Regions from separate parts of the Sus scrofa genome. Here region 2 is linked to region 1. Evidence: chromatin contacts called from public HiChIP or PLAC-seq data. All regions are on one chromosome and are shown on one strand. The core of a region is the stretch at or near the end of the contact, and the rest is flanking DNA. Distances in the headings are between cores, read along the strand shown.

The links. HiChIP or PLAC-seq counts read pairs in DNA pulled down with a chosen protein or histone mark.
Region 2: a contact with region 1 is called in an H3K27ac HiChIP or PLAC-seq map of alveolar macrophages. The contact joins the promoter of FLII here to the promoter of SHMT1 in region 1. A contact is called at or near these places in 1 of 5 promoter capture datasets (liver), 5 of 47 Hi-C or Micro-C datasets (embryonic fibroblasts, fetal skeletal muscle, liver and 2 more) and 2 of 2 datasets of contacts at active chromatin or transcription factors (alveolar macrophages and skeletal muscle).

The regions. Positions count from the first base shown.
Region 1 is chr12:60,413,133-60,417,888 of Sscrofa11.1, reverse strand. SHMT1 (serine hydroxymethyltransferase, cytosolic) reads right to left here and starts at 3,468. Exons shown (of 15, transcript XM_021067992.1): 1 at 3,237-3,468; 2 at 1,917-2,069; 3 at 1,242-1,409.
Region 2 is chr12:60,473,887-60,478,031 of Sscrofa11.1, reverse strand. It overlaps FLII (protein flightless-1 homolog), which reads right to left and starts at 2,310. Exons shown (of 30, transcript XM_021067983.1): 1 at 2,183-2,310; 2 at 530-640; 3 at 169-240. The coding sequence starts at 2,245. It overlaps MIEF2 (mitochondrial dynamics protein MID49), which reads left to right and starts at 2,337. Exons shown (of 6, transcript XR_002337405.1): 1 at 2,337-2,719.

The sequences.
Region 1 (4,756 bases), core at 2,219-4,718:
CTGGGAGGAGGTGTTTTTTGTTTTTTTGCTTTTTAGGGTTGCACTGGCAGCATATGGAGGTTCCCAAGCTAGGAGTCCAACTGCAGCTGCAGCCGCCAGCCTACACCACAGCCACAGCAACGCGGGATCTAAGCCATGTCTACACCACAGCTCACGGCAACGCCGGATCCTCGACCCACTGAACAAGGCCAGGGATCAAACTCTCATTCTCATGGATCCTGTTGGGATCGTTAAGCACTGAGCCATGAAGGGAACTCCCAGGAGGTTGTGCTTTTAGTTCCATTTCCCCAAGAAGATGTATCACTAGGTTCACTCACGGATTAAGACTCAGACAACCCACAGTCACGGCTGGTGGGATGGAGACCGGATTCCAAGTCGGGCGTGTCTCAGGAGCCCGGCCGGGTGCACGGCCCTGGGCGGAAACGCCGGGCCGCCCTGGAGCCTGGCGCTCCATTGTCGGGGCGGAGGAAGTGCCATCTGATGATGTCGGGGCTGGGGCGGTGTGGGAGGATCTCAGACGGCAAACACGGGGGCAGAGACATGGCCTTAGCTTTGTTTGACGCCGACTTCAGGTTAAGGCTCGCCTCGCTGAAGGTTTGGAGCTGGGCCTCAGTCAGCCGCAGCCTCCTCCACTGCTCTGGGCGCTGGGTCTAAGTCCAAGGGTTCTGCGCTGCCCGGGCGTGGGCGGGTGAGGGGCCTGTGCCCACTTCTGCACATGTCCCTGGCATCCCTGGCGCAGCCATGGCCTTGGGCCCGGGGGTGTTCAGCCGTGTCCATTCTGCACCCTCCCACCACCCTGCTGGGCTTTGTGATGCTCATCTCCCTGTGCCCTCCTCGGTGCCCCACCAGGCTGTGTCAGCACATGGGACTGCCTTTCCCAGCACAGCCCTCTCCACTCCCAGGCTGGCCAGAGCCACCTGGGGCCTCTACGTGTCCCTCCCCGGCCCGGCCAGCCCTGCAGCGCAGGAAGCAGAGCCCTTCCAGGAGAATGGGCGTCCGGCTCCTTCCCCTCCAGACCACCTCCTGCTGCTCCTAAAAATCTCTGATTTTATTTACTTTTTGGCCACGCGCACAGCATGTGGAAGTTCCTGGGCCAGGGACTGAGCCAAGGCCACAGCAGTGACCTGAGCCACAGCAGAGACAACGCCGGATCCTTCCCTGCTAAGTCTTCAGGGAACCCCCAGAGTCTCTCATTCTAGAGCCTTGGGCGGGGCAGGGTGGGTGGGAAGCCATCGGCTCACCCGGGTCCTTTCACCGATGAACCTCAAGGAAAGGAAGGCCCTGTCACCCCGGGGCCCCTCCTCCGCCACTCAGACCATCTGTTCTGTGAAGAGCTTCCGAGCGGCTCCACTCTCAGGGACCAACACCTTTCTTCTCTCTGCCTGTTGCTCTGCCGCCTCTTCCTGCCACTGTAAAGGGAGGGGGAGATGGAGCTGCAGCCAATACGGGGTGAGGAGGCTGAAATACTCCCTGGCCCACGGCTGCTATGCTCCCCACGTGAACACATGTGGGGGGCGGATGCTAACTCATTAGAAGAGGCACACGGGTCAGGGGCAGACGAGGACGGCAAACCAGTCGGTTGATTCTGCCACAAAGGCACGCAGAGGTATGCAAAGTGAATGTGCTGGGCAGCCCTGAGTAAGTCGCTCGACCTCTCTGAGCTCTTCTCAAGTCCACTTTGGGCCCTGCTCACTCGTCCTCTGCCTTCCTCCAGGTGTTGGGCTCTCCAGACACACCATCCACGGCCTTCGTTCTCCCCCACATTCCCAGGGACCAGCTCGTCCACTCCCAGGCCGAGCTGACCCTCTGGGGGAAGTGTCACAGAGAGGGGAGAAGGAGAGACAAATCCTGGCGGGGGGGGGGTGGTGGCAGAGAAGAGACCCACTGACTCTGCCCGAGGGGGACAAGGAACCTGCCTGAGCGAGGGTCACAGCCACCTCACGGCTCTGATTTCTCCAGGGGGGGCGGGAGCAGGGAGGTGGACAGACAGCTGGAGCCCCATCCGCTCTGTCATCCCTGCCATCAGGCTGCCTCTGCCTCTGCCTCTCTTTCTTCCCTAGTCAGCAACACTTTAAAAAAAAAAAAAAAAAAAAAGGAACTTGAAACGCCACTGTTATCACTTCCTGTGTTGCCGTGTAAAAGTGTGTTAAAGATACAAAGCAGACACCCTCTTCCAGGCGGATGACAGACTGGACTTAACCTTCCCAGATAAACAACCAAGAAACGGGGCAAAACTTCTCCAAGAGGGGTTCCTGTGGGGGCACAGCAGAAACGCACCCGACCAGGAACCATGAGGTTGTGGGTTCGATCCCTGGCCTCGCTCAGTGGGTTAAGGATCCAGCGTTGGCATGAGCTGCGGTGTCGGTCACAGACGCAGCTTGGGGATGGCATTGCTGTGGCTGTGGCGCAGGCCAGCAGCTGTCGTTCCAATTCAACCCCTAGCCTGGGAACATCCATATGCTGCGATCCTAAAAAGCAAAAAAAAAAAAAAAAATCAGCAAAACAAACAAAAACAACCTTATCCAAGAGCTCCTTGCAGACTTGACACAAGCAGCACAGGGCCCAGACTTGTGAGGAAGGGGAGGGCAACCCAGATTTACTTTATTCGAGACTGTTAAGAGGATGAAGAGGTAAAGCTACATAGCAGGAGAACATATTTGCAAACCGTGTGTCTGAAAAAGTATTCACATCAAGATTACATAAAATTCAACAGGAGGAGTGCCCGTCGTGGCTCAGCGGAGGCGAATCCGACTAGGAACAATGAGATGGAGAGTTCCATCTCTGGCCTCACTCAGTGGGTTAACAATCCGGCGTTGCTGCGAACTGTGGTGTAGGTCGCAGATGTGGCTTGGATCCTGCATTGCTGTGTCTGTGGCGTAGGCTGTCAGAAGTAGCGCTGATTCAACCCCTAGCCTGGGAACCTCCATAGGCCACAGGTGCAGCCCTAAAAAGCAAAAAAAAAAAAAAAAAAAAAAAAAAAAAAAGGAGGGGGGGACTGATAGATTCAAAGAAGAAACTAGTGAGAAGAGGGAAGGGTAGGGCGTTAAGAGATGCAACCTGCTATGTATAAAATACATCAGCTGCAAGGATATATTGTATGGCACAGGAATATAACCAGTATTTTATAATAACTGTAAGTGCAGTATAACCTGTAAAAATCGTGGATCACTCCCAGGTACCCCGAAACCTGCAACATTGTATGTCCACTGAAGCTCACTTGAAAGGGTTCTTCTTACCTTAGGTCTCAGCCACGTCAGCACACACCTCGTCTCTTTCCGTACTGAGGGGAGAACGTTCCCCTTCTTGCTTAAAGGCAGCCCCGCCGGTCTCCCCCCTTGGCAAGTCCCCACTGCCCGCGCCACGGCACCTGCACCTTCGGACAATTATTCAGCAGAACAGGGGTCCCTTGAGCACAAGCTCTGCAACGCTGCCGCAGCTGATCTGATAACAGACGGGGCAACTCGGCCCCGAACAGGTGGACGGAGCCAGACAAACGGATCATTCATGGCCCCGGGCGAGATGGCGCGAGACTTCTCTGTGCCGCTCAGAGCGACAGGCCACGTGAAACCATGCCTTGTTTCTCCCCGCAGCCTTCCAGTCCCGACGTTAGGGCCGCTGGGGCTGCCATGGAGAGGAAAACCCTGGACACGAGAAGCCACTGCTTGTGACTCCAGACACGTGCTAAAAGGACTTAGAAATAGACACTATTTAGTTTTATTTATCTATTTTAGTTCATGTTATTTCTTTTTCCACGGCCCCCAGGGCGCATGGAAACTCCCAGGCTGGAGATGGAATCCAAGCTGGAGCCGTGAGCTACACCCCAACGGCAGCAATGCTGGATCCTTAACCCACGGCACCAGGCTGGGGATGGCACCCGCTCAGAGACCAGCCAGATCATTAACCCAGTGTGCCCCAGCAGGAGCTGCTACACGCATTGTATACATTTCCTGAGTTTGATACCGTAGGATAGTTAGGAAAGACGTAGGCGCGGGGCAAATTGGGTAAAGGACTCACAGGCCCTCTCTGCACTATCTAATTTCATCATTATTTTGAAACAAACTTTTTTTTTTTTTTTTTTGGTCTTTTTAGAGCCATATGCACGGCCTACAGAAATTCCCAGGGTAGGAGTCGAACTGGAGCTGGAGCTTCCGGCCTACACCACAGCTACAGCAATGCCAGATCTGAGCTGCGTCTGCAACCTGCACCACAGCTCCCAGCAGCGCTGGATCCTGAACCCACTGAGGGAGGCCAGGGATCGAACCTGCGACCTCATGGATACTAGCCAGGTATGTTGCCACTGAGCCACGACAAGAACTCCTGAGATAAACTATTTCTAAAAGCCTCCAAGAGATCAAACATGAGTTTGACCACAAGTAACTGCTGAGCAGAGCAAAGTCCAACACCCTTTAAAGGGGACCACAAAGTTCAAATACTCAGCAAATCACATCCCATGTCCTGTGTTCAATGAAAAATTAGTAAGCGTGCCAAGAAGCCGAAAAATGGGCCCCACAAAAGGAAAAATCATCAATAATAGAAACAGGCAGAGATGACAGAGGTGCGGAAACTAGCACACTAGGATATTAATTCCACTTTCTTTTCTTTTTCTTTTTCTTTTTTTTTCTTTTTAGGACCACACCCAAGGCATATGGAGGTTCCCAGGTTAGGGGTATAATCAGAGCTACAGCCGCCGGCCTACACCACAGCCACAGCTACGCCGGATCCTTCAGCCACTGAGCAAGGCCAGGGATTGAACCCA
Region 2 (4,145 bases), core at 1,061-3,560, 61 kb before region 1:
GTAGTTGTTTACAACAGGTGGCATTTTGAATTTTTACCTTTTCCCTCACGGGTTACTTAACCCAAGGAAGCCTCCTTTCCCCCACTTCAGGAGAGGGTCCCTGAGCCTGACGCGGGGTGGACGGAGGCGCTGGTCCTGCCCTCACCCCCGCCCTAGGGCAGCACTCACCCGCAGCGATGGCAGGCTAGACAGATCCCCGTGAAGCGTGGTCAGGTGGTTGTGGCTTACTGACAGGTGCTCCTGGGCAGGGACAGGGGAGCAGAGGTTCAGCAGGGTGTGCGGGCTGTCCCTGTGTCCCTCCCTGCCCCAAGACCCACCCCCCCATGGCCACAGGGGCCCAGTCCACGCTGTAGCCTCCCTCCCTCCCAGACCCAGACTCTTCTTGCACTCCTCTGGGGACGGGATGCTCACTCCCTCCCCACTAGCCCTGCCTATGGCCGTTGGCATCCTCTGCGTCGTCCGCCCAGGCTCTGCCCGCCCGGCCAGCCCCATCCACAGGGACCCTCCCTGCTGGCCCAGAGATTCCTACCAGCTTCTGCAGGGCGGCCAACTCCTCCGGCAGGTAGCACAGGCCAGTGCGGTTGAGCTTCAGCCATCGCAGACTGGTCATGGCCTTGACATTCTCAGGGAAGTAGCCACCCTAGGTGGTACGTCATGATGACGCTGGTCCGGAAACGGGGTGCCCCTGCTCTACCACCCCCTGTGGCCTCCACTGCCCATGGGGGCTCTTGTGGAGCAAAAGTCATCTCTGACTGGTTGTGTGACCCTGGACAAGTCACTTTGCCACCCTGTGCTTTAATTTCCCACCCACAGGATTCATAAACCCCCCCCACTGGGGAAAAGCGTCATGACCACCAATTAACATCCAAGACACCTGCTGCCCTGAGACCCGTCTCTCTTGTTGGAACCTCAGCCCCAGGAAGCCTTGTTCCAGATGACACAGCCACTCCCAACTATGTGCTTAGATGGGCTCCATGCCTTTGCCTGGCATCCCGAACCTGCTGTGGCACCTGGGTTAGGGGTACCCCTCAGCTTCTCCAAGGTCCCACCTGTGCTCCCACCCTGCCGTCAGCACACAGCTCCCCAGCCCCGCCAGTCGCCCAGCCTCAGCCCCGTTGGTTAGTTCACTCATTCGCAGCTCTTCCCACAACCAAATGCCCACTCAGTACCCCCACCCTTGTGGCATGGGGCCTAGGCAGTGTGTGCTTTCACTGCCCTTGGCTGGTGTCCCCTTCCCCCTACGGCTACAACTCCCAGCTGGTGACTCAGACTCTCCCACTCTGTACAGGACACGTGGGGACCCCCAGACAGGATGGTGGGCAGGAGGCAGAGGAAAGTGGTATGGCTGCCTGGGCACAGGGTCAAGGGTGCACACAGGGAACAAGGCAGGAAGAAAAGCCTGCCTCCTCAGCCCTGGCCCGACCCCGGGGTCCCAGCCAAAGCCTGGGCCGCTGGGCCCTGCACACCCGGGCTGACACTATACTGACCCCAGCCGGAGTCTGCCCACTGGCCCATCCTGCCGAGGAGATGACCCTCTTGGAGCCAGGCTGACTCTGGCCTCTGCTGCTGCCCCGCCTCCTCTCCGGTGCCCAGCCCTGCCCGCCTGGTTCCCGGTCTCCAAAACAGCCTCCCTCATCCCCAGTGCCTGGTCCTTGAGACCCAGGTTGTTCAGTTCAGCAGCTGTTCAAACAACTGCCGCCTGGGTCTCGACACCTGCCAGACGCACTCGCCACGAAAACGCATCCCTGCCTTCGGAAGACTAATCTCAAGTGCCTTCCTCGAATGAGAAAGCGAGGCTCGGAGAAGGGAAGTGACTTGCCCAAGACCACACAGGATGGGGGTGGCAGGAGGGGGCAGGGCAGTGACGGCGGCGCGGCCGTGAGTCAGGGCTCCGCTCGGGCGTGTGACCTCACAGGGGCGGGGAGGGAGGGCTGGGGAGGCGGGGGCACAGGCTCCCGACCCGGGCCGGCTGGGTGGGGCCCGGCGCCTGGACGGAGCCCGGTGGGGGCTCTCCGCGCGCGCCCGCGGCGTTCTGCCTGGGTGCCCGCCGCGGGCGCGGGACGGAGGCGCGGCGGTCGGCTCGGGACGGGGCCCAGGCCCAGCGAGCCGGTCCGCGGGTCCGGGGCCCGCAGGAAGCGGAGGGGCGGGCTGGGGGAGGCCCGGCCGCCGCCCGGGGGCTCACCTTGAAGTCGTTGCCGCTGAGGTCCACGCCGCGCACGAACGGAAGCACCCCGGTGGCCTCCATGGCGGCGCAGCTCGGCAGGCTGCGGGGCGCGGGCGCGGGCGGCCGGCGGCGCTGGGCGGGGCGGGGCGGGGCGCCGCGGGGGCGGGGCGGGGCGCGCGTCGGCCCCGCCCCTCGGCCTGCCGCCGCCGCCGCCGGGCCCTCTGCTCCGGACTCGGCCTCGGCGCCCGAGGCTCAACAGCCGGCGCTTGCTGGCTCCCGGGCCCCCGGTGGCTCGGGACCCAGGCCTGGGCGCACGGGGCAGCGGGAGTTGGATGCTAGGGTCCTCAGCCAGAGCCGCGGGCCTGCCTCCCGTGAAGCGCTCCCTGGGGCGCGGCGCCCGCGCTTGGAGGCGACTCCGAGTGCAGTTACGTTCTCATTCGTCCCCCGAGGGAGGCGTCCCCTGGCTGGCACATGGCAGCCCCAGTAGGCGACAAGGCCGCTGTGCCCTTCACGAGAAAGGCAGCAGCAGACCACAGAGACCCAGAGGCCCGCAGGGTGCGTGCCAGCTAGAAGGAAGCTCGCCTTCTCCCCCGTCGCGGTTGGGAGCGCGGCCCTGTCCCTTTAAGAAGCAGCGCGCCGGGAAGCCCCGCCCCGAGGAGCGCGCGGCCGCCATTGGCTGAGCGCGCCTCAGGGCGGCACGTGGGCGCAGGCTTCGAGCGCTCCGATTGGAGCCAGAGCCTGCCGGTCTGCTCGCCGGGCACGCGCCCGCCCCCCGGGCCTCCGCGTTCGGTTCCCGGGTCTTTCACGTTCCACTCCCGGACGGCCCCGGGGTGCGCGGCCCGAGCAGGCCCCCTGTGTCCGCCGGCAGGTGTGCCGAAGCCGCGACGCAGGTACGGCCAGAGCGTGGGGGCGTGGCCTCCCTGGGTGCGCTCTCCGGCCGGGAAAGGGCCACTGGTGAAGGGCTGGGGCTGGCCTCCGAGCTCGGGTCCTGTCTGGATGGGTCCTATCCTGGGTCCATCCTGGCGTCCCCAGGGCCTCGGTGCCCTCGCCAGCCGGGGCTTGTAGGAGGAGGGGAGGCCCGGCCGCGCCCTCTCCCCTTCGCTGGTTGGGGTGTGCGCAGCCCCCTCAGGAGCTGGGCGGTGACCCAGGTCAGGCAGGGGGGCGGTGGCAGTACTCATCTCCGACGAGGAAGCCTTCCAAGGGCCATGCTGGGTCAACCCCGGCCGTCTTTCCTATTTTTAGTTTGGGAGCGAGGCGTGGGTGCGGGGCTGCAGGCCCTACCTGGCAGCTGAGCCGGGCACCCGCCCAAAGCAGGGCGGCCAGAAGTCCTTGGGGTTGAGTTGGCTCTGAGCTAAGAGTCATCTGCTCAGGCGTCCTTAGCTGTCCTGCCGGGCCGTCTGACTGGTGTCCTGGGCTTGTCTCTTGGTCACACCCTCTTCACTCGGTCCCACCCCAGCTCATCCCTTCCAGGCCACTTACTTTAAACCTTTCCTAGCGCACCTGCACCACTTTGCAGATGAGCAAACGCAGGGCCTCGGATCCACAGCTACCTTCCATGGCCTGGCCTCCCAGCAGCCGAGGCCTCCCAACCCAGCATTGTCCCAAACCCGGGAGGCCCCTGTCCAGCCCTGCTTGGAGTCTTGAGTCACCTTGCTAGCTGCCCTCACAGTGGGGCCTTTAACCTCCTCTGGCACATACCTGTTGCAGGTAGCTCCTGCCCCCACCCCCGGGGCAGCGACCTCGCTTTCTCAGACTCGACAGTTCTGCCTCTGGGGGCTGCCCTGCTGAGACTGGCGGGTGGGGGGTTATAGCTGAGGCCCCCTGAGCTTCACTGAGGTGACCCCAAAGGTCTGAGAGGGGTTCAGGGCAAGCTGCTAGGACCCCAAGCTGTGGCCTTCTCTGGGCCTTGGTTTCCTCCAGCTTTGCCAGCCCTGGTCAGAAACCAGGACGAGGCCACCCCTGGGACCTGACCGTGGGGAGG